2 separate regions of the Mus musculus genome follow, and region 2 is linked to region 1. Evidence: chromatin contacts called from public Hi-C data. All regions are on one chromosome and are shown on one strand. Each heading gives the region's core, a stretch centred on a gene start, on an enhancer-like site or on the middle of the called end of the contact. The rest is flanking DNA. Distances are from core to core; before and after follow the strand shown.

Region 1 (4,637 bases), core at 1,396-3,895:
ACTTGAGTGTATTTCCTGTCAATCCTACCACAGGCAAAAAAAAAAAAAAAAAAAAAAAAAAAAAAGGTAAAAATCTGTTACCGGGTTATAGATGATATTTTGTAGGTTATTTAAGGACAACATTTTTCTTTTTCAACTTATTGATATTGTTGATTGGAGTCTCTCTTCCGTATACACACTTTACCCACTCTTCATTTAAGGATTACTCAAAGTAAAAACTTGTCCTGTGTAAAAACAATATAGAAAAACAGCCATGCGTGATTTTTCTCTACATCAAACTTTTCTATGTAAATTATATTACTTTACGGATAGTTACCAAATAAGTGTTAGTATAACCAAAGTCCTACCATATAGTCTTCATAACATACTTAGAAATGAAATAATTTTTTTTTTCTGAGACAGGGTTTCTCTATGTAGCCCTGGCTATCCTGGAACTCACTCTGTAGACCAGGCTGGCCTTGAACTCAGAAATTTGCCTGCCTCTGCATTCCAAGCGCTGGGATTAAAGGCATGTGCCACCATGCCTGGCCTTAAATGAAATAATTTTAAGTGATCAGTGCAGGAATTATTTAAAAAATATGTAAGGAGGAAATTACATGAAGTTTCCTGTTAAAAATACTAAAACTGTAAGTGTGGTGGCACAATACCTGTGATCGAAGCCACTTGTGAGCAAGCCTGCGACAGGAAGAACAATTGGACCCTAGCCTAGGTGAGTTAGATCCCGTGTGGCAGGCAGTTCACATAAGAATGGCTCCCATAGGTTCATAGGTTTGAATGCTTAATCACCAAAGAGTGGAACTATTTAAAAGGATTAAGAGGTATAGCCCAAGCCAGGCCCAGTGCCTCTCCCTTCCTGCGGCCTGGGAATCCGGATGTAGAACTTTCAGCTGCTTCTCCAGCACCACGTCTGCCTGCATGCCACGTGCTTTCTAGTCATGGTGACAATGGACTTGAACCTCTCAGACTATAAGCAAGCCCCAGTTAAACGCGTTCCTTTTAAAGAGTTGCTATGGTCATGGTGTCTCTTCACAGCAGGAGAATAGAGACTAAGGCATCCTGTCTCAAGATAATGTTTAAGGGCTGAATAGAGAGCTTGCCTAGTGTGATGAGGCCCTGGGTTCTGTGCCAGCACTGCAAAACCAAACAAATCAAAAGCAGTAAATACAAATAAAATACAAGCTAGGAAATAACACAAAACCAAGACACAAATATCACTCAAGCAGTGCTTTGAAACCAGGACAATATTCATTTAACTTTTCCTATTAGTAAAACAAGTAGGAATCACATCATAGGATTGCCCTGAGGATTGTACTAGTTTAAATAGCAGAAAACAGCTCTGTATGTGTTAGCTATTATTGCTAGAAAACATTGCTCTTCTTCAACCAGCCAAATTAAGTAAGTTGAGGGTGGGGTGGGGGTGGCAGAGTTACTCCGGGGAATACCAAATGCAATGTTTTGCATCAGCCCGGTTTTGAAAGATAAGAGCGCCCCCTCGGCACTGCGCCCTGCCCACTGAATCATTTACTACCTCTAGTCCTGATGACTCAAACCAGAACCAAGCCAGAAAATGAAACTAGAGTTTCCTGTCTTTTACTTCCTACAGTTCCGCCAGGCTGTAGACAATAGGCACTCGCCAAATCTCTTATTTTACCGGAGAAAAGAAAATTGCATCTCTCTTGGTTACACCCCTAAAAACCACCCTAGACCCCTACCTAGTATCTGTCACTAACTCATTTTATTCAAATCCTCTGAGCCTTTAATTCTGTTCTGTGCAATCCAGGAAGCACGAACTAGAGCAAAAAGGAGACAAGGAATTGCCATCACCACATCCATAATTGATATCTTTCCCGGAGAGAGATCAAGATGGCCTAGGTTGGCATTAAATAACTACTCTCCGAAGTCTCCAGACACGTATCACCGTCAGTCACAACAAGCCGTGGCTTAGGTTTAGGACGATTCCCAAACCCAGAGAAATTGCGTTTCCCCGTGTTTAACGTTGGGATAGAATGACGCAGCATGCTAAAGTGCGTGTCTGGAATAACGGAGTGTGACACAGCTGTCAACTGTCCCTGGGCCTGTCATTCTTGGGGATCCAGGTGATGCTCGCCCTTTCCCTGGCAGGTGAGCCGCCGAGCGGAGAGCCCTCACCGCAGCAGTCAGCGTTGTCCCGACACTACGGTCCCAGTACAAGCCTCAACCCACGATCGCTCCCGGTGTCCGGTGCCCCGTGCATGTGTCACGGAGGAGACGGCGGGATGCCGTGTCCACACTCGGATTCCGGTCCGGGAACAGTGGTATCCCGATGTCCCTGAGCCCGCAGTCGCCAGGACTCACCCCGGTGGTAGTAAGCGCTTTGCTCCGACTTGTGTCCCCTGACGGACGCCGTCCGGTTCCCGGAGCCGCCACAGGCAGAGGGCGGGGTCAGCCCGCGGCCGTTTCCGCGAGAACGACTGCAGGGGCGGGGCGTCCGAGTGCTGCGAGCTGGGGCTGTTGGGCTCTTAATGTCACACACGCAGACCTATGGCTGGCTGTGGGAGTGGCTGGCTGGGGTTGGGGTGTGGCTCACCTCACGTGCTGGAAGCCCCCAGGTTGATTTCCACCCAGCTCTGCACAAATCGGTCGGGGTGCACCCCTGTAGTTCCAGCCCTGCGAGGTGGAGGCAGGAGGACCACAAGTTCAATGTCATACTGGAGAACTTAAGGAATTCGGGGTCACTCTGGGACAGATACCTGATCTCAAGGGTGTTAAAAATACACTTAAAGAATAATCGTGGGGGGTGTGGCCGGGGTACTCCTGGGTTTGCCTCCTTTGCAGCCTTGGGTCAGAACTGAACAATGTTGTGAGCCAATCAGATTTAGCAGCCACTCATTGCCAATAACTAGCCTTGTGTGTGGAGGAATTCGTTCTTCTTTGTCCCTGCAAGAAACCCCATCCTGTGAGCAGTAGCCAGAACATGTCAACACTGGGTGATTGGCCGCTTATTCTGTGCTGGAGTTTACTACAGGGAACGCTTCCTTAGGAAACAGTTTAGACACTGATGCTCAGTTCTGAGCAGAGTAGATGGTCAATAAGCACTGAGCTGCATAGTCAGGGCGCTGCACTGCTGACGGTTTGCCCCGTATTTGTACGAACAAACTTAAATAAAACTGTAGGGCGCTGAGAATGGCTGACTGAGCTACCTAGTTTTGATGTCCTAATGGCCTCAAGGTTATGTTCTTTTCTAGATATTAGCCATGTTTGTTTTTAAAGGACATGTTTGACATAGCCATTTGGTCTTTTTCTCTGGCTGTGTGTTTTATTTTGTTTTGAACTTGTATTTTATTTTTTTAAAGCCTCTTAGCAGCAACCTCGTGTTCTGATTCGTTACTTTTTCTCCTTCCTCATGTCCATTTTCTAATTTTGATTAACTCCTCAAGATTCTACTTTAATAGCTGGAGTTAACCCTTGATGTATGTTGTCTTAGCTCTGTTGTTATTACTAGGTGTGGTAGGCTTCTCACTACACTTTCTGGGGTTTGTAAGAGATAGGGTGTGGAGAGCTTTTGGAGCCCGTTTCTAGAAACTTTGCAGGAATTAAACATTGGGCCAGGACACAGAAGTAAGCTCAGGCAGGAATATCGTTTTGGGCTAGAGCAAAGAAGTAGGCTTCAGTCAAGAATGTGACTTTGGGCTAGGAGAGGGAAGTAGGCTCAGATATCTTGGTCATCTTGATAAGCCCCTGCCTGGAAACATTGATCACAGGACTTTGTTCCTTGACTGTTTGTGTTTATAGTCCTGCTTGTCCTTGACCCAGAACTGATATTATTTTGCATGTACTTAAACTGGTATCAAAGCAGACTGGAAAAACATTATAAGCCTGACTCAGCCTCAGAACTCGCTGGGGTCATGCCACAGTGTTGTCTTGTTGTCTTTTTTCTTTTTAATTCCGACTCCCTCCCTGGAGAACCTGTTGACTGACGGAGCTGGCTTGGTCAATAGGGAATCTGCCATACACATTCCCAACCCTACTGTAATGCCTCTAAAGAAGGGCTCCCCAGGCTTCGGTTGAGTGCTACATTATTCAAAATGAAGAGCAGTTGAGTTATCTTCAGTTTTGCCTGAGTTGACCCCTTCTTTACAGAGTTAAAATAATAAATTCACCTCAGAGCTGGATGCATTCCAAGGTGTGGGAATAGCTAGTACAAAATCCCGGAGCTGCTGAGAGCAACTGTGTGCTCTGAAAATAAAGATCAGCATGCTGAGGCTGATGGGTGGGAGGAAGAGGGGATGACAGCTTGGAAGTGAGGTCCTTTAGGAGTGCAGATAGGAGGAGGAAACAGACTTGGCCAGAGCCTGGGAGAAAAGTCAGGAAAAGAGAGGGGGATTAAGGGAGAGAGAGAGAGAGAGAGAGAGAGAGAGAGAGAGAGAGACTTTAGAGACCGACCTGCTGGGAATGGCTATGGGTATCCAAAACAGAGAACATCCAGGTTTCTGAATGCTCTGAGGGGTCAAAGAGCAGGAACAGGATCAATGCGTGTTGTGTAGCTGCCGGGCTCACTGGAAACTGACTTTAAAGAAGTGTAGAAATGAGAGCTGGAGAAGCCCTGTGAAGAGGGCTCATAAACTCGCAAAACACTTAGCTGGGAAGAATTGAGAATC
Region 2 (4,300 bases), core at 1,728-4,227, 49 kb before region 1:
AATTCCTCCTAGATCCACCCCTTTCCCCCTTACCTCCTCTCAGTTTTGTGTCTTCCATTCTTCCTTTATAACCCTCTAAGTCCAGTTTGTGCTGCCCATGTGCTGGTTCAGGGCCAGCCAGTGGAGTGTGTTGATCTACCTTAATAGAAACTAGCTCTCCATTTCCCAGAGAGGATATGTGTTTCTTTGGCAATGTGATCTATAGGGGTTTGCCCTGTATAAATTTATGTGCACCTCATATATACCTTGTGTTTCTGGAAGCCAGAAGAAGGTGTTGGAGTCCCCAGAGGTGGTATTACTACTGCATGTTAAATTACCATGTGAGTGTTGCAAACCCAGCCCAGGTCTTCTAGAAGAACAGCCAGTGTAGTCTTCTTAGCTGATCCATTCTTTCTCCAGCCCTGGGATATGCTTTATTTTTTATTTCTTTTTTTAATGCATGAGTGAATTTCTACTGTCCAGTGGAGCTGAGATGTCTGATTTAATATATTTTGTTACAGTTAGAAGTTTTTGTTTTTTTTTTTTTTTCAGATTTTTGATTTTTGTTTGTTTCCTTTTAAGATATTTGACAGGACAAAGTTATTGGCTAGATAACTCCTTTTTGGAATGGATTTGAGGTTGTATCTTGGTGATCTCTGAGCAATATTTTTGTCTAGGAGACTAGACAACCTGTCACCAGTTGATCCAGAACAGTATAATAATGAATTCTGCTGACTTGAACATGTGTCTGAATCAAAGGTACTTTCATGTCTTCCAGGTTCAGGGTGCTTGAGCTAGCAGCAAACATACTAATTAAAGAAGAGATACTAAGTAAAAATGACCAGTTGGCAAATCAGGTGGTTGTCCAGTTGCTGCCTTTTATGGTTATTACTAGTAATGATATAGAGTCTCCTGATATGAAAATTGCTATACATTTGTCAAAATCAGGAATTTGTTCTCTGCATCCTCTATTAAGAGGCTGGAAAGAAGGTAAGAAAGTCAGTTGTTAAAGTCATAGTTAAACGCCCACTTCTGTTCTACAAGGCTTTTCCCCTCCTCACTTTTTGCTGTTGTTCCATTCTTTTTTTTTGTTTTTAAGATTTATTTATTATCGTAAATAAGTACACTGTAGCCATCGCCAGATGTACCAGAAGAGGGCATCAGATCTCTTTACAGTTGGTTGTGAGCCACCATGTGGTTGCTGGGATTTGAACTCATGACCTTTGGAAGAGCAGTCAGTCAGTGCTCTGACCCCCTGAGCCATCTCATCAGCCCTCTTTTCTTATTATTTTTTGTTGTTGTTGTTGTTGTTCCATTCTTAAAAGCTGTTTTGCTTTAATCAAATACAAAGGGAATTTTATTTATTCCTTTGAGACCATGGCTGAGAGTTATAACTCAAGCTGGCCTGGAACAACTTTATAAAACAGATATAAATTTTATAGAGAAGATAAGAAAATTTGAAATTAGATTAAAAGTAAAAATAAAAGGCAAGCCTTGGTAGAGAACTAGTAAATATTTTATCTAAATGTCTTACTTTTCCCCAATACTTTATGTGGATGCCAGTGATACAGTGATATAGTATTCAAACCTTTTTTTTTACAGCTCTTGAAAATGTTATTAAAAGCAGAAAATCAAGAGAAATAATTGGTGTAGGAAACCAGAAGATGGTTCAGCTGCTGGGCAGCAATTTAAGTTTAGGAGAGCGCTCTACAGTGTTGAAGCTGGTATGTTGCCACCCCTCCCCTCCACTCCGCCTTCTGCTCCTCAGGCTTATTAGGCTCCCACTTCTGCTCTACGTGGCTTCTTTTCTGAAGTTTTGCTGCTGTTCCTTTCTTACACCCTGTTTTGCTTTAAACAAATACAAGAGTAATTTTGTGTATTCCTTTGGGGCCATGGCTGAGAGTTATAGCTCAAGCTGGCCTGGAACTTACTGTGTAGCCCAGGATGAATTTCTGATCCTCCTGCCTTAACCTCCCAAGTGCTGGGATTATAAGCTTGTATAAACCACCTGTGGCTAACTTAGCATGTTGGACAGATTATCTGAAGTCCTTAATATTTTATATCACTTTTGGACTAGTGAGAATACTTTGTTCTTTTTAATCTCATTTTTCCTATTTATATTTAGACTATTGAAGTCTTTTCATTGTTAACATAGCAAAATGAAATTAAAAGAAAATACTTTAGTAAACCTTTTAATGGTATTAGGTGTCTGACTTACTGATTTTTGTTGTTTGTATTCTTAGGTCTGTGGGTTAAATGCATAAACTTGTCAAGTGTAATTTTGTCCATTTTAATTTCTAAGTTTGTATCATGGCTTAGCAATCAGTGTTTACTGATCTTTCTGTCGTCTTACTTTATACACAGTACCTAGGTAGGCCTGAGATAGAAGACTGACTAACTAGTAATAGAGGGTGCTTATTTCTCAAGGTCGAAGATCTAGTCTGTGCTGGGGAAAAGGAGTCTTACAGCCTGAAGCAGAAAGTGGCGTTTCACGTGACTGTGTCTGTGCTGATCTCTTGCTGCTCATCCTTCCAAGAAACCTGCTTCCCGTTTGCTCTAAGAGTGTTCAGTTTATTGCAGAAAAAGATAAGGAAGCTCAAAAGCGTCATCACTGCTGTGGTAAGGAGTGCGGTGTCTGCAGGAAGTTGGGTGTTGGGTAAAATAACACTGTGGTCTGATGGTCACAGCTAAACTGAGGCCCAGAGGTCTGGCTCTGGTTGGGGAAGTGGGAAGTGCTGGTCAGAATGTTAGCCGTGGGTATCAAGACAAAGCACTCTCGTGCTTTTCCAGGAAGTGTACTTGAATCACAGGGTTCTGAGGGTTGGACTCTTCTGCTGTTTTATCAGCGCATAATCCAGGTTTCCTTCCTATCTACTCCACTGATTCACGTCCACACAAAACTTGTCCTAGTATTTATTGAAAGAATATCGTAGATATTTAAAATCATTGAGTATTCCAGTAGGTTCAGATGTCTCTGGCCCACTGTTGTCCTGGACAGTGTTACTAAAGTTCCTAGTGTCCCATTTTGAGGTAGCAAGCTTTTGTTTTAATACCGCTGTTTGCATCAGTATTTTTCTTTTATTTATCTTCTAAACTTCAAAGGGCTGCTCATTACAGGATTTTCTAAGAGAATTACAACTCATATTTATGTATACTCTCAGGAGTTTTATAAATTCTAGCTGTAGCCATTGTTAACTAAAATTATGTGAAATTAGCATGCTTCTTTAGACTTTAAAAAGTGGCTCCAGTGAGCCTCTCTTAACGTCTGACTGACTTTTTTATGAGGTACAGTAACTGGAGCTGTGCTTGTCCTCCGGGCCAGCAGTGTAGAGTGGTGTGTTTTGTTCAGTGTAGGCAGCAGGTTGTTTCACATTGCTCTATTAATGCCCTTTATGAGGAATGTATCTTTTCAGCTGTAGCACTGTGTCCACACACATGCACACACACACACACACACACACACACACACACACACACACACACACACACACATGCACACACACACCAGTGTGACACTCCCGACTAGGAGTGCGTATCCGTTGCAGTCATAGAGCACCTGTTTGGAACTCTGAGGATGAGCTAGCTTCTGTTTCCATTCATGTTTCAGGAAATCCCCTCAGAGTGGCACCTGGAACTGATGTTGAACAGAGGATTGCCGGAGGAGCTGTGGGTGCGTTACGTGCAGGAGCTCCACGGTGCCCAGAGGGTTGTCATGGAGGACGCCATTTTACTTGTATTTTCCATGAAATGTTTTATTTTTGCAATGAAGGCTCCAAAATCTTTTCCTACAGGTAAGGCATGGTCATGAGTCTTCAGTGTGATGCGGTACTGCGTTCCTAACACCATACACGGTTCACCTTCACTTGAATGACAAGCTCCCCCTTGTCCCCTCAGGTGCCATGTGGTGGAATCCCGAGCAGCTAGATGAAGACAGCAGACACTACCTGCACCTGCTCATTGGTATCTTTGAGATGCTGCTGGAGGTTTCTGATGCCATGCATTTCAGGGTTCTGATTAGGCTTATAATGAAGGTACTTGGCTCACTCCTCACAGGCATTTCTGCTATAGGTAGTGTAGGTTATTTTAGTACTAAAGCCTAATAATAAAGTATATTTTGCGGCAGTGAACAATGTGTGCTGATAAACATGCCCTCGAGAGCAGTCTAGTACTTACAGCCAGGTAGCATGTTGAGTATAGAGTAGCATTGCAGCATCCCTATTGATGAGCTGTTGTGTTTAAAAATCAAAACAACTCAGTCTGTTTTTGTTTTGAATATCCTTTATAGATGAGTAAACTGGCTGAGTGTTCAGAGATGGTGGTT

What was found. Hi-C and Micro-C count contacts between places; a contact is called where the count stands out from the background.
Region 2: a Hi-C map of the G1E-ER4 cell line shows a contact between it and region 1, with 4 times the contacts expected there. The contact joins the enhancer-like site here to the promoter of Lgals8 in region 1. A contact is called at or near these places in 79 of 484 Hi-C or Micro-C datasets (the 63-12 cell line, the AML12 cell line, the AtT-20 cell line and 53 more), 7 of 115 datasets of contacts at active chromatin or transcription factors (the 230-238 cell line, the HPC-7 cell line, PVALB interneurons and 4 more) and 4 of 9 other capture datasets (adipose tissue, embryonic stem cells, liver and 1 more).

What each region holds. Positions count from the first base shown.
Region 1 is chr13:12,459,093-12,463,729 of GRCm38.p6, forward strand. It overlaps Lgals8 (lectin, galactose binding, soluble 8), which reads right to left and starts at 2,646. Exons shown (of 10, transcript NM_001199043.1): 1 at 2,149-2,646; 2 at 82-224. The coding sequence starts at 123.
Region 2 is chr13:12,409,639-12,413,938 of GRCm38.p6, forward strand. Heatr1 (HEAT repeat containing 1) reads left to right here. Exons shown (of 45, transcript NM_144835.4): 15 at 758-969; 16 at 1,582-1,703; 17 at 2,407-2,598; 18 at 3,587-3,770; 19 at 3,874-4,010. Among named protein-coding and RNA genes, the nearest start is that of Heatr1, 16 kb to the left of the region's middle. Within about 2 kb of position 2,978, at least 86 of the 459 cell types and tissues checked have an H3K27ac peak or open chromatin away from gene starts, as enhancers often do. A contact at or near this core is called in the 230-238 cell line, the 63-12 cell line, B cells and 18 more, where this site is marked.